Linked DNA regions of Gossypium hirsutum: region 2 is linked to region 1. A link is a contact called in public Hi-C data. All regions are on one chromosome and are shown on one strand. The core of a region is the stretch at or near the end of the contact, and the rest is flanking DNA. Distances in the headings are between cores, read along the strand shown.

Evidence for each region. Hi-C and Micro-C count contacts between places; a contact is called where the count stands out from the background.
Region 2: a Hi-C map of leaf shows a contact between it and region 1, with 2.2 times the contacts expected there. The contact joins the promoter of LOC107895077 here to the promoter of LOC107895083 in region 1. A contact is called at or near these places in 6 of 34 Hi-C or Micro-C datasets (hypocotyl and leaf).

The regions. Positions count from the first base shown.
Region 1 is chrA13:85,426,436-85,432,145 of Gossypium_hirsutum_v2.1, reverse strand. LOC107895083 (acetylglutamate kinase, chloroplastic) reads left to right here and starts at 4,368. Exons shown (of 1, transcript XM_016820298.2): 1 at 4,368-5,710. The coding sequence starts at 4,641.
Region 2 is chrA13:85,555,506-85,561,353 of Gossypium_hirsutum_v2.1, reverse strand. It overlaps LOC107895077, which reads right to left and starts at 1,567. Exons shown (of 3, transcript XM_016820289.2): 1 at 1,192-1,567; 2 at 128-270. The coding sequence starts at 1,324.

The DNA of each region.
Region 1 (5,710 bases), core at 3,119-5,618:
CAATAACCTCATCCATTAAAGACATCATCATATGTATAATATTAGCAAATACCAAATGGCCACTTACAAATGAATCAATTACCATTACAAGCCAACACACTTGGCCAAATCAATAATGACACATATCACTAAAAGACGAAGTCTCTATACATGCCATATTCAAAATATCTAAACCAATTATACCCAAATGATCAAATTGATAGTGTGATCGATGCTCCGACTACTTCCGATCCCCGAGCTAGCTTGGTGACACTATAAGAAATGAAAAGGAAGGGGGTAAGCTTTAAGCTTAGTAAGTTAATATGTAAATAATAATCAACTTTAAACATACACATAACATAATGTAAATTAGCACAGAATCATTAAGTGATCATAGACTTATCTTACTCATTTGCATCCTTACCAATAATGCATCTTAAACCGAAATCATTTCTCATGAGTTTTATGTATGTACCTGTACTACTTCATCACATAATCATAACCTATCACATCTTTGAAATAATCTTTAAATCACATGTTGAACCACTTGGAATACTAAAGGATACTCGGGAATTACATACACAGAGAATCGTACCAATGCCATATCCCAAATATGGTCTTATATGGGACCTTACATCGATGCCAATAGCCCAACTATGGTCTTACTCGATTCTCATATCTATGCCATGTCCCAAACATGGTCTTACACAAAATCTCATAACGATGCCATATCCCAGATATGGTCTTACATGTAAACTCATAACCCTAATGTCATGACATTTGTATTCTAACTATTCCTAAGGTTCAACTGGGAATTTCGCCGTATCGAATCTTTGTCGAACGAATCCATAATGATAATTATACAAGTTATGAAATAACAAAATATTAAATACATAATATAAGTTGCATTACTTACACACGAACTTACCTCGGTACAATATATGGCTAACTAATTCGATTTAGTCCACAACTTTGTTCTTTCCCCAGTCTAGGTCCGGACTCCGTTTTTCTCGATCTATAATAGAAAATTTAGCTCATTTAATTATCACAATGTGCAAAGCAGTCCAAAAATCGTACTTCAAAAAAATTATAGTTTTGCCCCAAAACTTTTACATACTTACAAATTAGTCCTTAGGCTCGTAAAATGAAATGCATTCAATTTCTTTATTACTCAAGCTTAGTCAATCCACACACATGCTCATATCAGCCCACATTTTTCATCAAATTAGATTTTTACTACACATTTTACAACTTTTACAAATAGGTCCTTTTTAGGTGTTTTCTTGAAAAATGACTTAGTAAAAGTTGTTTATCACACATCAAACTTTCATAATCTACCATGAAACATCAAAATACATGCATGTTACACATGGATCAAACCCTAGACATCAACCCTAGCTCAAATAAATGGTAGAAATGGCTAAATCGGTTGATAACAACTCAAAAAATGTAAAACAAATTAAAAACGGGGCTAGATTACACTTACAATCAAGTTTGAAAGTTGAAGAAACCCTAGCTATGGTGACCTTGGGAATTTCAGCTATGGCATGTAGAAGATGAGCAAATTTTGACTTAATTTTCCCTTTTTATTCTTTTATGAACCAAATGACCAAAATGCCCTTTTTACTAAACTTTCAAATTTTACTTATTCATGCTTATTTTTGTCCATAAAAATAGAAATTGGTCAAATTTCTATTTAAGAACCTCTAATTAATAACCTATAGCCATTTCATGCTTAAAGCTTCTAGAATCACATATTTTGCAACTTTTGCAATTTAGTCCTAAAAATTAAATTGGACACTTTATCCACAAAATTTCTTAACGAAACTTTCGTACAATCATCCAAACATATCATAGACCTCAAAAAATTCATAAAATGATTATTTCTACTTCAGATTTGTGGTCTCGAAACCACTATTTCAACTAGGCCCAAAATTAGGATGTTACAGTCTTGGTCTCGATTTTGGGCTCCCGGGATTTACGATCTTAGGTCTAATTTTCAAGTTCAATAACCCATTGGTCCAATTGTTTGACTTGAAAATTAATTTTTAAAAATATCAAATTAATTTTAATTTAATTTATTCAAAAATCACTTAGATTTTCCAAATTAATTTTTTAAGATAATTTTTTAATCAAATTCTCTAGTTGAACAATTCTTACGACCACCTAATTTATTTTCATATCGAATAAATTAACTCAATTAAATTATTCCCAAAGTCGTAGAATTTACTTCTGATTCAAATGCAGTTCGATCGAGGCTTTGTTGAGCTAGCGGAGGGACCAATCAGACATATACAATTATGCTCTAGTGATTGAAATTATGTCCAGAAGCATCGTTCCGATAATTCGCAATTAATTAATCATGGAGTTAGTCCACAAGAAGTACCATGGTTGAAAACTCCTTATTGTATACTGTTTGTGAAAGCAGTTTATCCAACTGCTTTATCCAATGACCTCGTCATATGTGTGTTACCCTCATATGATATCCTTGATTCCTTTGAGTTAAATCCGTTCACTCAATACAATCCTATTTTATCTCACTGTCACCATTGTGTCTTCTTAATGATTAATATAATCACTGTTAACAAATGACTATGATAAATTGCTCGTTCGAGAACTAGTGACCCGTGGCCATATTCCATATTTATCAATCCAAACAATGTCAATAAGAAGATATCATTAACTCTTTAATTGAGTTATAAATTCCACTGTTTCTAGTAAAGCCATGCCATACACAAATCATGTACCCAACATACTGACTATGGGCTCGATCATCTTTAGAGCATAAGCCTCTATTTATATTAAAGCACATGAGTTGCATATGCATAGTCAGTGACTAACTCAGGATTTAGGTAAATCACACCATGAATGTCACAAGTGAGTTAATTCACAAACGGATTCAGAATTAATTCATCTTGAGTCCAATCCAATGTACAATTCTACCAATGAATACATCTATGTCTCTACTCGTGGAGTCAACAGTTCCGATAGCCAAGACTAGTCATCTCCCCAATTGGAATTGTAGACGATATAATAATCCTTCTCAGTGTTTGAATCAAATACTCACTTTGATTCTTTTACGGGATTACAGACTCATTTAGATTATCTACTGAAGTAAGTTGTCTTTCTCGCAATGTAAACGTTATTTACAGTGTCACTTATCTTCAATTTGAACTTTAAACAATCAATGAGCTAATATTTACTTGTCACAATTTCGCAATGAATGCAAAGTATAAAAGACGGAAAATACAAAAGACATAATAGTGGAATGTAAAATTAACTTTATTTATTTATTCATCGTTCAAATAAATAGAAAACAGTTACATGTTTACTACAAGACAGGCACATTCCCTAACATGTTATATTATTTGAGGGCATCATGGTTTAGTGAGAGTTTGTGTTTTATTTGCTTTATGTTTGTTTTCAGACATTTATGTATTTGGTTATTTTCTAATCAGAAATAAAGTATTTAGTTTATTCACTCTGTTTAATACTGACCACGCTTAAGTTTAAGGAGGACCAGATGGAAATAGGCATGTTTTGGTTTATATTGCATGTAAATTCCATGCTACACATCTATGATTGATCCATGTCATTTGACTATATTTGTATATATGACTATTGATGAGTTTAGTCATGATTAATATGACAAAGACTGATTCAATTCTATATGGATATAGTTGATGGACAAGACTATTATAGAATACCTGTTATATTATAGCAAATTTTGAGCCCATAAAGTTGTACATTTATCAGGAAACATATGTTGCTCAAGTGGGAGATTGTTGGATTAAAATCCCCAATTATGGGCACATATGTATAATGTATAATGCTATTATAAAATATGATCAAAATTAAGTAACCAATTATGTTATAAGTGTCATAGGTATCAAAGTGTCATGAAAATAATGTGTAGATATCATAAGTTGAAAATTGTATTTAACTTGATGAGGGGTCAAATTATAAATACTCAAAACTAATTTAATAATCAATTATTTAAAGAGATAGTGGTTTCCAAGAAATAGAGTTATCTCACATATCTTATTCATCCCCATCCAAGAGATATACTATAAGAAAAAAAAATTATTTTCTTGAAAGATCAAAATTTTATGGGTAATTTTCAATAATAGATTCAAGTACACTTCTATATATAATCTTGTTCTTGATTATTTGACATTTATTAAATTTTATATTAAATCTGTTTTTCAGATTCTTTAACAATATTTTCTGATAATAATTTAAATATTACTTGTATAATTAATGTGACGTTTTTAATTGTTTGATAAGAAAGAAAAGGACAAAATGGTTAAGTATGATAATTGTGTCAATATGGTTGAGATCGAAAATAAGGTTATCATTGAAGTCTTTCGTCCAAAAAATGATATTATCCTGTTTTTACATACATTTTATCATTTTTTTTATATAATAATAAGGATGAAGGATAATGTCACACTGTTTGATTTTGCTAATTTATCGTTATATATACTAATTTTAATTGTTGGATTTTAATAAAATTTCATTTTAGTTTCTTATTTTATCTTTTTAATTATTATAAATTCTTTTGACAATAGAATGTAATGATTTGCTTACACTCCTGAGTGGGTGCACCATTAGCTCCTCCTAAGCCAGAGCCAAAGCGAAGAGGAAAGGAAGATAGAAAAATGGGCGCAACAGCCACCGGCAAATCTCTCCATTTTTGCTCTTCACAGGACCCCCTTTCATTTCTCTCCCTAACAATGACAAAATCAAAAGCAGAAACCCTAAACCTCAACTTCAGATTCTCCAAACCCCCATTAACCCCCAATTCTCGTCGCCTTCGTCTTTCCATTAGAGCTTCTTCACCCTCCTCCACCGCCCTCAATGATCCTCCTCTTCCCTCTCTCACCAATTCCGATCTTCAACTTCGAGTCCGAATCCTCTCTGAATCACTCCCCTACATTCAGAAATTTAGGGGAAAAACCATTGTCGTCAAATACGGAGGCGCCGCCATGAAATCTGCGGAGCTCAAGGCCTCTGTTGTCAGGGACCTCGTCCTCCTCTCCTGCGTTGGCCTCCGTCCCGTCCTCGTCCATGGCGGTGGTCCTGAAATCAACGTCCTTCTCAATCAGCTCAATATCCCCGCTCAGTTCCGCGATGGGCTCCGTGTAACCGACGCCAGGACCATGGAAGTTGTTTCTATGGTCCTTGTTGGAAAAGTTAACAAAGACCTGGTTTCTCGTATCAATTACGCTGGAGCCACCGCTGTGGGCCTTTCTGGCATGGACGGCCGCCTTTTAGTTGCCCGGCCCAGCCCAAACGCTGCACAGTTGGGGTTTGTGGGAGAAGTTGCGAGAGTGGACCCCACAGTCCTCCAAACGATCGTGGACAACGGAAGCATCCCGGTGATTGCTTCAGTGGCGGCGGATGAGTATGGTCAGCCTTACAACATCAATGCAGACACGGTAGCCGGTGAGGTGGCGGCGGCATTGGGGGCAGAGAAACTGATTCTGTTGACCGACGTCGCAGGGATTCTGAGAAACCGAGAGGACCCTGGAAGCTTGGTGAAAGAGATTGATATAAAGGGAGTGAAGAAAATGATTGAGGAAGGGAAGGTAGGTGGTGGGATGATTCCCAAAGTGAATTGTTGTATTCGATCGCTTGATCAAGGCGTCACCACTGCTAGCATTATTGACGGTCGTGTTGAGCACTCGTTGCTTCATGAGATTATGACCGATGAGGGCGCTGGCACAAT
Region 2 (5,848 bases), core at 318-2,817, 130 kb before region 1:
TGAAGAAAATTTTAACATTTGTAGTGGACAAAGGATTACACTAAACAATTAGAACATGAATGTGCAACCTAGAAAAAGGAAGAGTCCAGAAGATTAAACCCATAGTTCAATAAAACATTAGTTCAACCTTGGGTGCAGGAGCATCATCAAGCTTCGGAGGAGCCAACTTTGGAGAATATCCACCAAAAAGACAAGAACAATCAGTGTATGCGGATCCAATCGCAATCCCAGCACCAAAAGCTACAGATGCCCATCGAGTCACTGGACTCCCTGACAGGACAAATCAAAGTTATTAACTCAAGGAAGGATTAAGGAAGACATGCAAAGCAGAAAGCATAAAAACGGAAAGGCATGATAGCGACAATGCCTGGAAATACAAGTACTAGAAGAAAACTGAAGCAATTCAAAATGGAAGAACTCAGTTTACTTTGTCCACGGCTTAGATTAACATCTAGTAAAAAGTTAAAATGCATAATCACTTCAACCGTTTAGGCTTTTCCAGGTAGCATTGATGATTGAAGGTGGCTATGAGTCATAAATCATAAACAGTTCCTTTCCACTCTCCCCACAAAGCAGAGCCTTAATCAAGTTCCTCGTCATTTCTAGGCAATTTACAACAAAGGCAAAAAGGAGCTACTTCTGGTGTTGGAATATAAGGTGAATCAAAACCAACATGCAGGGATGCAAGGTTCTCCTTAAGGAAGCCACTTGGTCTCAAACGTTGCCACTTAAATGGATGGTAAAGTGCACAACAAAAATGTAAATAGCAGCCATAGCACGATATTATGGCTGCAATTTGCATTTGTGGCTCTCTTTGCCACCAGTATTCACTGTAGATATTTGCTGCAACTGATTGTAGTAACATACCTCGCACTCGCAACCAATAAACACAACACATCCAAAAAAGTATCCACGACAGCAATTTAAATCCCTACATATTTTGGACATGTATATACATCATATTTACATTAACATCTACAGCTATGAATGTAGAGCAGGCGCATATATAACTGGAAGAGCGAACGCTACCGAGTGCAGAACAACATAGAAACAACTAGATGAAAGATAAAAAGTGGATATGAGAATACAAAATTTGTAGAACCATTTAGGCTAATCTGCAATGGGGCAAATCGAAAACAACATATCTTAAAAAGGAGAAAGAAATAAAGAAATTAGGGAAAGAGAACAAACTGAAGAAAAGGAGGCCACCAAAAGCGCCAGCCAAGGATGAATAAACGAAGCGGCGGAGAGTGAGATCGATGCAGGCGTCCCATTTTGCGTTCATGTCATACTTTGACGGCGTCAATTCCTTGTTATCCCCCATTTCAGAGCCTTATGCAGTACAACTATTACTTTCGTTATTTCTTGGAATTTTTGCTCAGATTTCCTTCTTTTTACTTCGTCTTCGTTTGATTCTCCTTTTGTTTTCTGGGTAATCTGCCGCAATGCCTCTCAGATAAGTACAGCTTGTTTTTCCTTCCTCCTTTTTCTTTTTTCTTTTCAACTTACGGCATCCATCGAAAAAATGGGATCAAGAACAACAAGGGCCCAAAAAAGCCCAATAGTAGAAACGTCTCAAAACAGCTCAAAAGATGTAATAATAGAAACAAGGTCCAAACAAGCCCAGCTCCCCACGATATTCAACTATTTGACCCTTGCTATCATCAGAATAGGAGGGAAAGGAAGTGCCAAAGGATGTTGGGGAAGTAGAGATGCAAGGGGGCTGCACCGGTTGTCAGCATGAATGCCTTCGGCAAAGACCACGCCTCGGCCAAACTGAAAAAAGGAAGTTATCGACCACCGTTAAAGCCAATCATGAGCAGCGACGGAAGAGACCCATTAGCCATAAAAATGGCCCCAACCACTAACAAAAATAGAGTTTGTGTGACGAAAGCCAAGGACTATCAAGCTTCGACCAACTGGGAACTTAAACGGTGGCGACCCCATCCATGCCCCCCAAAAAATAACAAAGGCTAGTGTTAGAATTGTGTGACCCAAATTCTAAGAGATTGCTTGCAAGTCAAGTTAAACAAAAATATATTTTCTTTCTAGAAGATTTAGTATTTATTAGTATAATATATTTAGCATTTATTAGTATAGTTTATTTGACTTACTAATTTAGCCTATAAATAGGCTCCTTTACAATCTTAGAATTAATAGACACCCATTAGATTAGAACTCATAACACATTCAGAGAATTTTGTGTTTACGTTTGAGGGTTCTTTGTTTTATCGGGTTTTTGGGGTTTAGTTTTTATCTCCATCTTTTGTACTCTTCATTCTTTTGCCATTATAGTAAAATTATCTTTGCCCGTGGTTTTTTATCCTCTTTTGAGGGGTTTTTCCACGTTAAATTTGTGTGTTCATCTTCTCAATTTCTTCTACTATTTTTACTTGTTCGTTGCTTATTCGGGACGATCCTAATAGCTAGCAAGCAAGGAACACTAACCTGGAAAATAAAAAAGAAAGAAAAATATAAGTAACATCGACTAAGGAGTTGCAAACGCTAAAATGGTAGAGAAATGGAACCAAACAAAATCATCGTTGGTAAGGAAAGAAGCCAAAAAGGCCTCAGCTAACTTCTCTCACAAAGGTTTTTGGCCAAGGATCCTCTCATTCTGTCGAGCAAGATCCAACAAAAGCAAACAGATGTGCCCATCGTAGGAACCATGAAAAGAGAGGAGGAGATTCTTTTCAGTTGAAGGGAAAAAAAAGCAAGAGGGTAGAGGAAGGAATGACGACGGCTGGTTTGGCAATTAGCCCTATTGTTGGCTAGATAGAAAGCAAAGACAGTGGTTGTATTATTTTATCTTTACTATCATTTTTTAGCATGGCTGAAACCACGAAGAGAGATGAGGAGATGGTTTCATGTTGAAGGAGGAAAAAAGCAAGGGAAAAGGATACCAGCATTTACTTAACTTTCAATGGTGTGAAATTAGTCACTAATATTTACGAAAAGTGGTAGATTAATCATTAATATTTTTGAAAAATGATAAATTAATTACCCAAGCCCATTTTTTGGTACAAACCTAATGGGACAACTGACATGGCTCGACCAGATGTCCATGTTGGATCTGGTGTCCTAAGTGTAGTATTTTCGTCAAAGTACACTTGTAAATTTCTGAACAAATTAGTTAATAAAATTATTCATGAATTACATTAATACTTTGTATATTGTCCTCAAATGGTTTTTGTATGCAAAGTAAAATGGAAGTAAATGTTACTCATTGGTTTTCTATTGTTTAATTAATATTTAGTGATATTACGTGGTCAGATTGTAATATAGAAAGACAACTTGTATTAGTAGATAAACCTAAACATGTCCTTAGTCTAATCGGAACTGAACAAACCGATTGAAAGACTAATATTTCACCTATCAAGTCCAATTGGGGAGATGTTTTGTCTTGGGCATCGAAGCGGATGACTCTTAGAAGATAAAGACATAGATGTGACTGACTGGATTAACAGTACATCGAATTGGATCCAAGTAGAATAGATCCTAAATCCGTTTATGGATTTATTCGCTTGTGACGCTCATAGTGTGGCATACCTAAATCTTGGGTGGATGGCAGACTATGTATACGTGACTCATATACTTTGATGTAAGTAAAAGTATAAGTTTGAATAAATAAGGAGCCGAAAGTTGATGTGGAATTTATAACCTGAGACATAGGTAAATTATATCCTCTCATAGGCATTACATGGTTGATGAAAAGTAAACGTGCCACGGGTCGTTCGTCTTTGTGATGGATAACTTTATCCCTATTTGATAGTCATTGACTTTTCATGAAGGAAGATGTAATGGTTACCATAAGATAAAATAGAATTATATTGGGAAAACATATATTATCTTAAAGAGATCAATGATATACTATAAGGGTAACACACTTATGACAAGGTCATTGGGTGAATGTTGAATAATTGCTTTCGTAATAATATGTCGTTAGGGAGAGCTCAGCCACAATACTATAGTGAAATGTCTTCATGATTAAATGAGTTTATAATTAATAGACGAAAAGCCAAAACTTAATTATAAATCATTTGAGCCTTAATTACATATGTCAAATCGATCCCTCTAATAGCTCGTTGAAACCGGAAATGAATTACGTGTTTAAATCAAAATGAACGGAATGAATACAAACAAAGAAATAGAAAACATTCAAAAATCATTATGGTTTTCTTTGAAATGGAGAAATGGAATTATTTGGAAATAAATGTGGGTTTTAAAAAAATTGGAAATGAAAATGAGAAATGATCCATTTGCAAATATATATGGATTGCTCAGAAATGATCAGAAGAATGATTTTATGTTTTTGAGCAGTTTTAAAGCCCAAAAATGAAAATAAACCATTCAGTCATAATGAATAAGTTGAGTTGTGAAATATTAAATATATTTTCTTGAAAATTTTACCAGGGGTAAAATCATCATAATTTTACAGGGGTAAAATTGGGATGAGAAAGTTATTTAATTGGAAAATTAATATTTATTTTGGAAAATAGAAAAATATGTATTGGGTTGGATTAAATTGTAAAGTGTTGGACAATTTTTATTGATTTATTAAAATGTTGATTAAATTTGTTGTTATATAATTTTATAGGTTGTTTGAAAGAAACTAATCAGGTATGTTTCTATTTCCATTTTTATTTTTTTAATTCGTATGTTTTTATATTTAGATAGTTTATATTAATTTTAATTATATTATTATTGTAATCTAACATAATTTTTTTTATTGTAGATAAATTATGGGAAATAATTAGATATTTACCGTGTTTTTTCTAAAAATTGAAATAATTTATTGTATTTTTTGAAACAAATTAAATGAATTCATTTTTTTAATTGCAGATTTGCAGCAAATGGGTTCTTTGATTAATAATAATCATATATCAAGTACTATTAATGAAATGGTAATATTTTTTTTTATTTGATACTCATGTTATTTGCGGAATAAATTATATTGTATTAACTATTTTGCTAATTTAATAATGTCAGGGCCCGTACCGCGTATTGAGGGGCCGTGTTAATAGTGTAGGGTTTCTGCCAGATGAACACCTGATACCATACTTAGAGTTAGCCGGGTTCGGATCAGCGGCATTGATCCAGACTTTTGATCTGTGATACGTTTTGATTTTTGCTTTAGTTGAGCGATGGCGTCCAGAGACCCACACATTTCATTTGTCGTATGAGGAGTGCACCATCACTCTAGAGGGTGTTGCACTACAGCTAAGGCTCACCATCGAAGGGAATGCGATCACGAGCATAAGTTCGATCTCTAGGCCGACTGCCTTTTGCTATGAATTACTTGGATCCTCACCAAGTGAGGAGAAATTTGCTAGTTTGAGGTTTTCATAGCTAAAGGCCAATTTTGAGTATTTGCCGAGTACTACTGTTCCAGCTTACATTACGTACATTATAGGGGGTGTACTCATGTCGGATGCAAACAGAAGTACAGTCCACTTGATGTACTTACCCCTATTATCCAATTTGCATAACATCCGTTCATACAGTTGGGGGTCCGCAGTGTTAGCCATGTTGTATCGTGAACTTTGTCAGACAACAGATCCTTCTGCGATGGACATAGGTGAATGTTTTATACTACTGCAGTCGTGGGCACTTTACCGGATGTCATTCTTGGCATCCATTAGTCACCAATCATATACATTTCTACTTGTTAATAGGTGATGAATTTTTACTCGTTATAACAATTAGTTGACTTTTTTTTCAGATTATATTGTTCTAACAATTTGTTTTCATAGATAGAGCACTAATCCGGGTATCGAGAGATCATACACGGTTTCGATATATCGTCTAATGATTGAGAATCATACTAGAGAGGGGGTAAATTTTTCCA